2 separate regions of the Sus scrofa genome follow, and region 2 is linked to region 1. A link is a contact called in public Hi-C data. All regions are on one chromosome and are shown on one strand. The core of a region is the stretch at or near the end of the contact, and the rest is flanking DNA. Distances in the headings are between cores, read along the strand shown. Region 1 holds the start of SPTSSA (serine palmitoyltransferase small subunit A). Region 2 holds the start of AKAP6 (A-kinase anchor protein 6).

The links. A called contact is a pair of places that touch in the nucleus more often than the background predicts.
Region 2: a Hi-C map of subcutaneous adipose tissue shows a contact between it and region 1, with 2.2 times the contacts expected there. The contact joins the promoter of AKAP6 here to the promoter of SPTSSA in region 1. A contact is called at or near these places in 1 of 5 promoter capture datasets (liver) and 1 of 47 Hi-C or Micro-C datasets (subcutaneous adipose tissue).

The regions. Positions count from the first base shown.
Region 1 is chr7:65,297,995-65,304,305 of Sscrofa11.1, reverse strand. SPTSSA (serine palmitoyltransferase small subunit A) reads right to left here and starts at 1,419. Exons shown (of 2, transcript XM_001926473.3): 1 at 1,199-1,419. The coding sequence starts at 1,415.
Region 2 is chr7:67,460,310-67,467,347 of Sscrofa11.1, reverse strand. It overlaps AKAP6 (A-kinase anchor protein 6), which reads left to right and starts at 5,201. Exons shown (of 16, transcript XM_021099874.1): 1 at 5,201-5,453.

The DNA of each region.
Region 1 (6,311 bases), core at 170-2,669:
TAAAACTAAGTTTGCTTGTAAGCAGCTAAGATACCTCAGAAGTGGTGAAACAAAAGACTCTGCTTTTAGTGCAATCTTATGCCTGTTTAATATAAATAAACACACTGATTAAGCCTTGGAATGAAATTACCTCAGTCATTCTACCACAATGCAATAATGCATTTGCAAAGTTGTTCAAAGTTGTTCTGAAGCTACTCCAAACTAAACCACATTGAAGAGGAGAGGCCCTATAGGAAGCAAGCATGCTACGTAAATTATGTTCCTCATTGGCCCCCAAGTTAAAAAAAAAAAAGTTACATCTAATTATTAGTGTTTATTCTAGAATAATATCAAAGGATCTCAACACAGACAAGTGGAGACACTTCGGGAAGCATTTCTTCACAACCTTGAGTTATTAACTGAGGTTATGAAAGTTAGATGCCTTAAGATAACAGGCAAACTGCTTAGCAGAGTTGCTTGGCTCACAGTAAACGCTCAATAGTCGGACAAGTAGTTATTGGCGATCTATTAAACGGTTTCAAACACTACCTACAACTAACCACAAATTCCTTTCGAGCTTGACTGCTAAGAACTGTGCAAATGGCAAATTAACGAGTAGAATGCACTTTTTAAACTAACCATCATGAAGACCAAATAGGTACAATTTAAAAAATTGCTTTCTAAAACTATATTGGGACGCCATGAACACAAATTCACAACCGGATTTAAAAGCTGATAAACTGGTTAGCATTTTCATTAGAACTAAAGCCAGGTAAATCAGGGACAGTTAAAGGTCAAAGCCGTCCGAGCCGGGAGCAATCTGCTCCACTTACACCTCCCACAAGAACAGGAGACTGAACCAAAGGATGCCACGGCTGAAGTGCAAGGGTAGGCACACCAGGCACACATCGCCGGAGGGGAATCTCCTCCACTAATAAAGACGCTTCTATTTCGGGTCAAGTGACTCATCCGCGACCTCGGATCTCAAGAGTTCCCGCCGCCTCCCCACCCCCCACCACCGCAGGAGCGTCACCCTCGGCGCCGAGACCTCGGCTCCGCGTGCCCGCCACGAAGAAACGAGTCGGTGCGCGGCTCCCGCGGGGCCGCCTCTCCGCCCTCCCGCCGCCCCCCTACCACCCAGCCCTCCAGGGCCTGGGCCCCGGGAGGATGCGGCCCCGGCTCCGCGCCCCCACCGGGCCCCGAGGCCCGGGCAGGATACTGAACACAGTCCGCTCCCACGGCTCCAGCATGTAGAGCGCCGTGACCAGCAGGTACTGGTAGTAGAACCAGGACATTTGCTTCCAGGCCCGCGCCAGCGCCATCCCGGACAAACCGCCACCCGCGTTGCAGCTGAACGTCAGTCTGTCCGGCCGGCCTCCCGTGCGCGCCCTAAACCCCCGGCCACCAGGCCCGCCCGCCCGCCACCCCGCGCCCATTGGCCCGCCCGGCCCGGCGCGTCACCCGTGGGCACGCCCAGCTCCGCGCGCGCTCGGACCGCCGGCCGCGAGCCCCGCCCTGCCGGCGCTCATTGGCCAGGCCTCGGCCTCGCGCCGTGTCCGCCCCCTCGGTGTTTCCGCCCTCCCCGGGCCGCGCCCACGCGAGCCGGAGAACTGTCCCCGCGAGAGCGCCCCGCCGGGCCCCGCCCGGCCCAGCCTCGAGCGGTAGTTGGTGGGCGGGGCGTTGTGCCCACTGGGGGCGGGCGCTGGCTCCCTTGTACGGTGGGTCCACCCAAGTCTTGCCCAGAAACAAGGGTCGAAGAAATATTTGTGAAATACCAGTGATGCCTTAGGCGTCCTACTGGGCTGGAGGATTACTAGTGTGAACAGGAACGTAATACGTTCCTTACCTCGTCGGGTACGGTTTACCATCTAGCGAGGGAGACAAGCGGTCAGCACACACATGCAATCAGAGCTGTGATCAGTGCAGAGAAGGAGAATAAGGTGCTCGGAGAGGATGCAGAGGTGAATAGAACCCGGTCAACGAAGTTAGGGAAGGCATCTGAGAAAAAGAGATGAACCCTTGACCCTCTTCCTCCCTCCCCATGCACACATGCACTCAGACACACAAAAACACCCACATAGACCGACATCTGTGCATTCCTGAACCTAAAGACAAAAGAGATTACCCTAAATACATCTATCTGTTCACTTCTTTTAGTGTTTCTAGGTGCTATGTAGGTCAAGGCCAGGAGAAAGACGCAGATCTTGTGGGTTCTGCAGGCGACAGGCCGCTTGCAGTCTGTCTGTAGGCAGGTACCTCCAGGAGATTTGCCCTTAAATGTTCAGGTTTTTCCACTGGCAAATGAGCCAGCAACAATGCACTCACCTTCAGGAATGAAGACGCACAGTTAGTGAGATAATTAAATGGCCTGTCATTGAAATGTTAAAAGTTTTCTAAATAGCCTTTTGCTTAAACTTTTAAAACTTTACTGGTTGATAACTATTTATGCATTTAGACTGCTGTCGAGCTAAACATAAGGGATAGAAAGACAGACAGACTGAGATCTGCCTTCATAAATTACCTGGTCTACCAGGGAAGAGAAGCAAGTTAACGGATTACAGTGAATTGTTGTAAAGGGTATTTTTATGTTATGTGTAGAATGCTATGATAGCCCAGAGAAAATGAAATTGGTATTGTAAAAGTCTTCTGGGTTTTTTTGTTTGCTTGCTTTCTGTTTTTGTCTTTTTAGGGCCACACCCACTACATGTGGAGGTTCCCAGGCTAGGGGTTAAATGGGAGGTGCAGCTGCTGGCCTGTGCCACAGCCACAGCAACGCCAGATCCAAGCCATGTCTGTGACCTACATAATAGCTCATGGCAATGCCAGACTCTTTAAACCACTGAGCAAGGCCAGGGATTGAACCCACATCCTCATGGATACTAGTCGGGTTCGTTACTTTTGAGCCATGACTGGAACTCCAGTATTCTAAAAGGCTTCTGGGAAGTGGTGCTTAAATTGAGTCCTGAAGGGAAAGAAATGGCAGAATGACTGGGGTTAAAAAGAAGGTGAGGAGTTCCTGTCATGGCTCAGCGGTTGGCAGACCTGACCAGCACCCATGAGGACGTGGATTCTATCCCTGGCCTCGCTCAGTGGGTTAAGGATCTGGTGTTGCCATGAGCTGTGGTGTAGGTCGAAGACACAGCTTAGATCCTGCATTGCTGTGGCTCTGGCTTGGGCCAGCTGCTACGGCTCCGATTGTACCCCTAGCCTGGGAATATCCATATACCAGGGGTGCAGCCCTAAAAAGCCAAAAAGACCAAAAAAAAAAAAAAAAGAAGAAGAAGATGAAGAAAGAAAGAAACTGAGATGGGTATTCCAAGCATGGGAGTATGGAACCCCTATATGAAGGCCTGGTGCTTTTAAGAGATGGAATAACTTCCACACGGCTGAAGCAAAAAGAATACATAAGTAGTAGTGAGAGATGGGGCTAGATAGTAAACGGGACTTTGTCCAAATGTTAAAAGAGCCAATGGCTTAGTAAGATTTGCTTTTTGGACAAGATGTGGAGGTAAGCAGTAACCTGGAGGGAAAGAGGATCCTGTTGGAGACCTTACAGAAGTAAACACTGTAAATGGGACATAAATAACACACACTCAGACTTCCTCATCCCTGAGAGATCCAAGTCCTCTTGGCCCTCCCACTTTTTTTCTTTTTTCTTTTTCTTTTTTTTTTTTTTAATGGCCACACCCATGGCACATGGAAGGTCCCAGGCTAGGGGTTGAATTGGAGCCATAGCTGCCAGCCACAGTCACAGCCACAGCAATGCCACATCTGAGCTGCATCTGCAACCTACAACTGCAGTTCATGGCAATGTCAGATCTTTAGATCTGGGAGTGAAACAGGGATCAAACATGCATCCTCACGGATACTAGTCAGGTTCTTAACACTGAGCCACAATGGGGAACTCCATTCCACTTCCAAGTCTTACTGTGTTAGGCTCCTTTCTGTCTCTGGTTATCCCTGAGCTATCTCTTTCCAGATCTATTCGAGCACTGGCAGGCTCTGTTCCTTTCTCTTCAAATACTTCAGTCCTTGGTGATGCTCGGTTAAGTTTACACAAGATTGGAAGCCTCATCCACGGCTATCCTTCCCTCACTGAGCAGGCTCCCGCTGTGTGTAGAGCCCCCAATCCACTGCATCTCTTCAGGAGAGCAGCCTTACCAAGCCAGTCTCCCTCTCTCAGCTTCCCCAGGATTCCAGTGAACTCAAATCTTTCCATCTCTCTAGACTTTTTTTGTTTGTTGTTCGTTTGTTTTCTGTTTTTTAAGGGTGATACCCACAGCATATGGAGGTTCCCAGGCTAAGGGTCTAATCAGAGCTACAACTGCTGGCCTACACCACAGCCACATCAATGCCAGATCTGAGCTGCATCTTCTACCTACACCACAGCTCAGGGCAATGCCGGATCCTTAACCCACTGAGTGAGGCCAGGAATCGAACCCGCAACCTCATGGTTCCTAGTCAGATTCATTTCCACTGCACCACAACGTGAACTCCCATCTTTATAGAGGTGATGACTGGCTAGAAATGATGAAAAGAGGATGGGATCCTGGATAATGACAATATTCACAAAGAATCCAGGAGAAGTTTGGCTGAAAAGATAGGAATTCTGTTGGGAAGAGGCTGAGTCTGAGGTACCTGAGGGACTTGTAAGTGTCCAGTTGGGCATATGGGTCTGAAACTCAGAAGAAAAGCCTAAACAGAACTAAAGGCAAGAATTTTTTTTTCCCCTCTTTTGGCAGCCCCACAGCATATGGAGTTCCCAGGCCAGGGATCAGATCTGAGCCACAGTTGCGACCTAGGCCAGATCATTTAACCCACTGTGCTGGACTGGAGATCAAACCTATGTCCCGGCACTGCAGAGATGCTATAGATCCCACTGCACCACAGGGGGAACTCCAGAAATTTTCAATAAGCGGTGGTAATAGAAGCCATGATTGCAGATGGGGTCAGCCAGGGAAAGCAGTCAGTGTGGGAAGAGCCCAGTACAGAACAAACCCGGTGACTCTGCATTTAGGGGATGAGAGTCCAAAGGGAGCCAATAAAGACACTCAGAAGCAGCTAAGAGATTTGACAGCAGAGAGGAGAGACAAATGAACAAAGCCAGGGGAGGAAGGGATAGCCCTCGGATCGAATGGCTCAGGGAGAACAGGCAAAGGAGGAAGGGAAGGGCCAGTTTGTTTTGTCCACAGCGGACTCAACTGATGACTCATTCGTAGTGGAGTGATAAGGCAGAAACTTGATTAGAGAGGAACCAGGAGGTAAGAAAAGAAGAGAGTGATCAGAGTTCTCTTTGCAGGAAGCTGGCCTGTGAAGGGAGAAAGGATGGTAACAGAGGTTTTTTGTTTGGTTTGATTTTCAGATGGAGAAAGTAAACAAGTTTATGAGCTTAGAGTAAAGATACAGGTGAAGGTGGTAGGTTAGGGGAGCCAGATCTGAAGCCTTAATCAACAGGAATCCATAAGGATGGAAAGATGGAAGCCACATAGACCTAAACATGGAAGAGTAAGTTTGGGAGCTCCCTAGTTTGCAGCCTCAGTTTTCTAAGTGAGGAAGAAAGGCCTTTTTATTTTATTTTTGTCTTTTGTCTTTTTAGGGCCACACCCTCGTCATGTGGAGGTTCCCAGGCCAGAAGTTGAATCGGAGCTGTAGCTGCTGGCCTACACCACAGCCACAGCAATGCCAGACCCAAGCTGCATCTGAGACCCACAGCACAGCTCACAGCAACGCTGGATCCTTCACCCACTGAGCAGTGCCAAGGATCAAACCCGAGTCCTCATGGATACTAGTTGGGTTCATTAACCACTGAGCCACAATGGGAACTCCAGCAGGGCCTTTTTAAAGTAAGGCAGGCGTTCTGATCTGGCTTTGCTGCAGCTGCAGGGTAGGTCTCAATTGCAGCTCAGATCTGATCTGGGAACTCCATATGCCACAGGGTGGCCAAAAAATAAGTAAATAAAAATAAGGCCTTCTATTGAGAGGAAGCAAGATGCTGAGGTAGACAATTGGAAAAGGACAAGGGGGAGTGGGTGAAACTCCCTACTGCTGCCTAGGGATCATCAGGCAGAAAAAGCCTTTCAGTTTCACAAGCAACTCACACGGACCCATGTATGGAACTGGAGAGTATGAATTAGGAGACTTACTCCAGGGTGGACTCTTGCCTGCTGAGTACACGGGAGAGACAAGGAAGCAAGAAGGTTGGTGGGAAGAGAATCATTGAAATAACTAACGGCTGTTGAGAACTGGGTCAGCGATGGAAGTAAATACAGCAAAGAGAAAATGGAATCATCAACCGCTGTGCAAGGTTGGAAACTGTAGGGAGTCCAGGAGTG
Region 2 (7,038 bases), core at 3,952-6,451, 2.2 Mb before region 1:
TATGCCTCTAAAAACTGTACTGTTTTGTAGGGACTAATGAAAAATGAACAGAGGTAGACTGAATAATGTAAATTGTGTTTATGCACCAAGAAAGTCAAATGCTTTCAGGACATTCTATACAGATAAAGATTTAATGGTAATTTGAATATTCCAAATTGAAAACAGAGTTCAAACAACAGTAATAATAAAATCTGATTTATGATCAAATTTGAAATGATGTAAATGGGTCATTTTCAGTATCTAATTCTAATTACCTCTGTGAAATTCTGCATTCTCAAGCCTCATTCATGGCAAACATGGTGCTGAGCCTCTATGAAAAACCGCAAGGCCCATGGTGCCTATGCCAAACTTGTTTCCCTGCAGGAAACTGTCTGCCTTGTTTTGGGGGTAAGAGAGTAAACTATTTGTTAATTCTTTTCTCTATTGTCAACAATTTTTCAAATATTGTCCAAATGAAGTCCCAAGAAGATATAAACAAAACAGTATGAGAAGCCTAATTCTTTCTTTACCATCAACAGTCTATGTGAGTTCAGGGCTGAAACTGAAAAAAATTTTTTAAAAAATTTCTAAGGGTTTAAAACTAACTTCAGATAATCTTGTCTTGCTCCATATTTCAGCAAGATTTGATTAGATATATATTTAGTACTGATTTCAATTTTACTGTTATGCTGACTCCATGTTGAAATAAATAATACAGTCATCAAGTAAAGATTGCTCATTGGCAGAATATCAACCAGGAGGCCTGATTTTCCTAAAGTACCTTATTTCATAGAGTCTCAGCTCCCATCTACTGTGTCCTGATTTTTTTTTTTTTTTTGTCTTTTGCTTTTTGCCTTTTCTAGGGCCGCTCCCACAGCATATGGAGGTTTCCAGGCTAGGGGTCCAATCTGGCTACGCCAGAGCCACAGCAACGCTGGATCCGAGCTGTATCTGTGACCTACACCACAGCTCACGGCAAGGCCAGATCCTTAACCCACTGACCAAGGCCAGGGATCAAACCTTCAACCTTATGTTTCCTAGTCGGATTCGTTAACCACTGAGCCACGATGTGAACTCCTCCTGTGTCCTGATTTTTAAAATGCTAAAATATCAAAAAAGTATGTTCCAGTATCTATATAATTTGGTAGAAAACAAAGGTTCAGTTTTTTCAGAACGTACTTATGTGAACTGGCATTCTCTGGATTAGTGAATATACAGAAACAAATTAGGTATAGAGCTGAACATGAGACTTCATCTGTCCATTATCAAATCCAACACTGGTGATTTAGTTTAAAACAAACACATCATCTACTGCAATAAATTTACATTAATTTGAATTGTATTGATTTGTAGTTGTGTATTTAACTTGTAAATCTGCTTTGGTTTTAGAGTTATAACAGCTGTAAGTATAAGGAGTTTATAGCCAGTTTTATGTTTGTACATATTTAAATAACAATATAATAGAAGTAATTTCAGCAATACTGGAAACCTAAAGAGAACTTATTGCTTTAAAGGGAGTCATACATAAATCACTTGTGAGAAATTCTGCTCTAATTCTCTAACAGCACATTGTTCAAAAGTGCCAGGACTCTAAAATCAGGCTCTTTTTTTGGTATTTCTGCACACATCTGATAACTTAAAGCCATTATAAAGATATTTTGCCCAAAGGATTTGATCTTTTAGTCAATGTTCATTTTTTTTTTCAGTCTTTGGTAAACATTTTTCCTGTTTTCAGAGTATAACACGCTTAAATATGGTCATCCAGAAGTGTAGCCTGACTAAAGGAACTTACAACTGATATAGATATCAAATTTATGACCTTGGAACTCTGACCATCCTTCCAACTATAACTTCCTATACTATGTATCCTTTTACAAACTGTCTGGCTGTAAGATTTCTAAAGAGAGTAAGAACATGAAAGGGATTGATATATCTCAAATCATAAAGTTGAACATCAATTTACCATTTCTCAATAGCTTTGAAGTCAGAAATGCTTATTGGAAAGACAGGCCATTAGAAGAAAGACATGGAAGCATATTTTATTTGTAATTGGGCAATTTAACTCAATAGGCTGTCATTTTTGCCTCATTTTGGGTGGGGCTAAAAACGGTGTATTTTATTACTTTTCAGAAGCTGTTAAAGAAAGGAATTATAACAACAGAGAAAGGTAGGTTTAGCAATAATCCCTGTAGGCTTTCTGTTCCTTTCGCTATTTTTGTCTCAGCAATACCAGAAACTCATATGGGTTCATCCTATTTTCTTTTACTGCATCACAAAATTGGATACTAATTTTAAAACTTCTCAAAGTTACCGATCCTTCACAGCTTTTTACTTCAAAATATTGTGTCGTGGAAAGGGAAGGACAACCACAGGAAGGAAAAAAAGAAGCAAAACTTCACTTATTTTATAAATATGCCATATTCCTTGTTAAGGATGCCACTTTAACACAACGCAGGGAAACCTATGCCCTACACTTTACTTCAGTATATGGAGGCTTTTACCTTTAGCCCTCAGTTCACAACGTGTAAGACTTGAGCAGTATGGTTTTTGCTGTAGTTAAAATCAGACTCTGTAACGCAAACATTCCAGTATTTTTAAAAAGTTTTATTGAAGTATAGTTAATTTACAAGGCTGTGAACATTCCAGTATTTCTTGCACTTAGATCTGTTCTGCATGTTTGTATCATAACAGGGCTAGGGTTAGGGTGTGGAGAAATATAGGAAAATACAAGAATGATTCTCCAGTTCAGATCTAATAGCTTAATTCTTCGGATCCATCACTCAAACCAAATACGTGCGCTTTAACGTGTTCTTCAATGTTCCAGTAGGTTGGAGGCCAGGTTCTAAGGTGACACCTGTGAAAGGGCGTGACCAGCCACCCTGGCTCCGCCCCACCATCCCACTGACGATTGCGCGGAAGGACTCAGGTCCGAAACACTCGTGTTCTGGTGGAGCCTGGGGTATCCTAGAGTGTGGTGTTGACCGTCAGATCTGAGTGGTCAAGTCGTTGGAGGAAATCTCCTGGAAGGCTGGACACTGGGCTCACTTCAATAAAGTCTTTGGAAATTGTACAAGGCTCCCATGTCACAGGTGATATATCAGCGACACGTTCCACATTTTTCTAGGAGGATCCGAGTCCGATTCAGAACCCTAGTGACCCAACGTCCTGGTGGCCCAGTGGGCCAACCGATTCCCATACACTTAGAGAGATGCCACTTGTTCCAGGCAGGCCGCCAAGACCGCACCACTGCCGCCTCGCCGACAGACAGCTCGCGCTCCGCTCGCTCGCCCGATCCTCGAGGGCGCAGAGCCCAGAGCCGTCAGCCGCGCTCGCCGCACCCAGCATGCTCCGCGGACCGAGCGCCTCAGCAGGAGGACCCACCGCCCGCACCTAGAGCCCCGGACGCGGCCCTTTACCCAAGGTGCCTCGGGCGCTCATTTGCATGGCCCACAGACATGTGAAGCCGACAGATCGCCGCGGTCTAGCGATCGTGGCACCAAACGTGCGAGCTTCGTGAGTGGGTCCGCGACGTCAAATATCTCTAAATGTCCCGCGGTCGCCGGGAAGAGGCGCAGCTTGGTCACCGTAAGTGTGATAGCAGAGATATCGCCGTGCCTTATATAGCCTGTGGACAGAGGCTGAATCGTGCTCGCTTCGGCAGCACATATACTAAAATTGGAACGATACAGAGAAGATTAGCATGGCCCCTGCGCAAGGATGACACGCAAATTCGTGAAGCGTTCCATATTTTGCGCCCTGCCCCCTTTGCTGGGGAGAGGTGGGGTTTTGAGATTAGTTTAAGAGACCTGCTCTCCTTTTGCGCCTTGAGGACTCTGGCGAGACTCTTCCACCGCAGTCTAGCTCGACTGCTACCCTGGCATTTCCATGGCCCACCGGTCATGTTTCTATAAGTTACTTGGGTAATCGTAGTGTCTGTAGTCGAATGCTTGTTTTCATTGGTTAAAAAAATCTGCTTTTGGTTTGGGTAATGAACTTTCAAATTTCCTGTGACGGAATCCACCCGATTTAGGTAAAGAGGCATTTTGAGTGCCCCTTAGAAGCCAAATAAGAACAGGCCCACAAGATCTGTCTCAGACTACGGAAAGCAGATACGAATGAGCTTGCTGCGTCAGTTTTTAACTGAATCTGGAGCTCTAGGATCCACATGCACTGGCCAGCGTTGATCTGATCCGATAACAGTCGCTGCTTTGGTCCAGCTCACAATCTGAGCGAGAATTTACGCACTCTAGTCCAACACGACCAAGGAATGTAACAAAGTAGGTCCCAGAAATGTGCGCTAATGTTCTTTACTTCCTTTAGCAGGATTCAGTAACTTAGCGATAATTCAGTAATTTAATAATTTAGAAATGATTTGTTGAGGACTCATCCAGTAATTCATGTCAGGCAGTCTTGAACAAGAGGCGAACCCACTTGGGTCTCTTGCTTTTGTATGGTTGGAGGAGATAAGACCATGAATAAGTCGATTTCAGAACTTTTAAGTTCTATGAAAGGGATGCAAGTTGATATTTCCCTCATTTCCGAGATGTGAAAAGAAGGCATATTTGGACATAAATTTCCATGTGCAACTCAGCTTCATTCTCATTTAATAAATTGCCTCATATGAATATTTTTATAGTGAAAATAAATCACAATTTCAGTATTGAGTGCCAGACGTTTTGCTTTTGACTCACGGTGTTTCCTTTGGACATTAATTTCCAGATGTAACTCAGCTTCATTCTCATTTCATAGATTGCATTATACGAACACTTTTATACTGAAAATAAATCACAATTTCAGGACTGAGTGCCAGACGTGCTTTTGGAGCTTTCAAAAGGCTAAGGCTGTTTAGACCGCGCAAAATATGGAACGCTTCACGAATTTGCGTGTCATCCTTGCGCAGGGGCCATGCTAATCTTCTCTGTATCGTTCCAATTTTAGTATATGTGCTGCCGAAGCGAGCACGATTCAGCCTCTGTCCACAGGCTATATAAGGCACGGCGATATCTCTGCTATCACACTTACGGTGACCAAGCTGCGCCTCTTCCCGGCGACCGCGGGACATTTAGAGATATTTGACGTCGCGGACCCACTCACGAAGCTCGCACGTTTGGTGCCACGATCGCTAGACCGCGGCGATCTGTCGGCTTCACATGTCTGTGGGCCATGCAAATGAGCGCCCGAGGCACCTTGGGTAAAGGGCCGCGTCCGGGGCTCTAGGTGCGGGCGGTGGGTCCTCCTGCTGAGGCGCTCGGTCCGCGGAGCATGCTGGGTGCGGCGAGCGCGGCTGACGGCTCTGGGCTCTGCGCCCTCGAGGATCGGGCGAGCGAGCGGAGCGCGAGCTGTCTGTCGGCGAGGCGGCAGCGGTATAAAGCGGGCCGCCTCACTCACTTCGTTTCTCACTTAAACTTCCTTTGATGAGAATTTGGGGGAAAAAAAAGTAATCACCCAGCCATTACACATCTAGAAAAGTTAAGGTAATTCTTGAATATTCCATAATATGCACTCTGTGGGTTCTGTAAGGCTCTGTAAGGTTTGCGGAGGGAGGAACTGCATACAGCCAAGTAAGTAAAGCAAGAGAGGCTTCTGAAACGTATGGGCTGAGCTCAGGATGGCCTCAGCAGCGACCGTGAGGCTTTCGGCTTATAAAGGCCTGGTGGCAGGAAGAAGGGGCGGGGATGTGGCAAAGGACTTTATTTCAGACTTGACTTAGTTGAAGTCAAATGAGTGAATGCAACCATTCTGTCAAGGACAGGGATTGACGTTAGCAGGAAATAAGTCATCCCTGGTCAGCCGCTTTTCTTTCGTTCTTGTCCAGTGTTGCTCAATCGCAAGAGTCACATCTGCCAACACCCTAGGAACCTATCACGTTCAAATTTCCTTGATTGTTTGAAAGATGCCTTTTATTGTTGGTTTGTTATAGAGATCTAGACTGGTTTGTGTCTTCACTGCTATGAGGCTCTTAGAAAGCCACTTAATGGAGGTCTCTAAACCCCACCTCCCTCACAGTCAAGGTTCTGTCTTTCCACATTGTATTTGGTTGCTGAGCCTCTTAAGTCTCAATTCCCTTAACGCCTCCCTCCCCACCCTCTTTCTCTTTATGCTATTGATTTATTGGGGAAACCAGATATTTGCACCGGGGAACGTCACGATTCTTGCTTTTGGCTCATTTATGACTGATGATCTCGTTTCTCTATCCACCATGTTTCTTGAAAATTTATAGTTAAATGTAAAGTATAATTAGACCCTTCTCAATTTTTTTTATTTTTGGTTAAGGCGTATACTTTCTATGGCATCTCAATGCAGGTAATATCTGGCTGAACCAGTGGGTTCAGGCGAGGTCAGCAGCCTGACCCCTCCATTATAAAGTTTCCCTGTACATCTTTCACTTAGTGATTTTAGAATATACTGATGGATCTTTTGGCCAGGTAGAGGGTCTGGGTCTCTGTTTGTTGGTTTGTTTTTAACCCTTGGATCATGGAGCTTTAAGGATGTAAACCCAAGGCCCTTGGTGTCCAAGTTCTGTACCCCAAGGAAGAAAATTGAGAGAGAAACACCAGAAAAAGAAATGAAGGAAGACTGTCTGATTTCCTTTGAGTTTCTGGATCATTCAATCCTTTCCATAGTTTAGTTACATGAGCTAACAAATTCCCTTTCTTAGGCTAGATTGGAGCCCAGTTTCTGTGTCCTCACTAGTATGAGGCTGTTATGGAGCCACTTAATTGGTCTCTAGGCCTCACCTCCCTCACTCATTAGGCTCTCCTTTAGCTATACTTTTTTTTTTTTTTTTTTTAATGTATAATCAGTTGGATAAGAAAAATAGCTCCACCCACCCTCATCACTATTGAATTCAGCCTGTTTCTTTTCTGGATATTTTCTGAAAGGCTGTACATTTATTGAAACCCTTATCCAGGAGGACAATTGCCAGAAGTATTTAACATTTTGGATTTCCTTATTCTGTTCTCTCCTTTCTGTTACACGGTTGTTTTTTTTTTTGTTTTTTTTCTTTCTCCCGAGTCTCTATGTTCCCTTAGATTTTTCTTCCTGTTTCTTTTTTCCTGG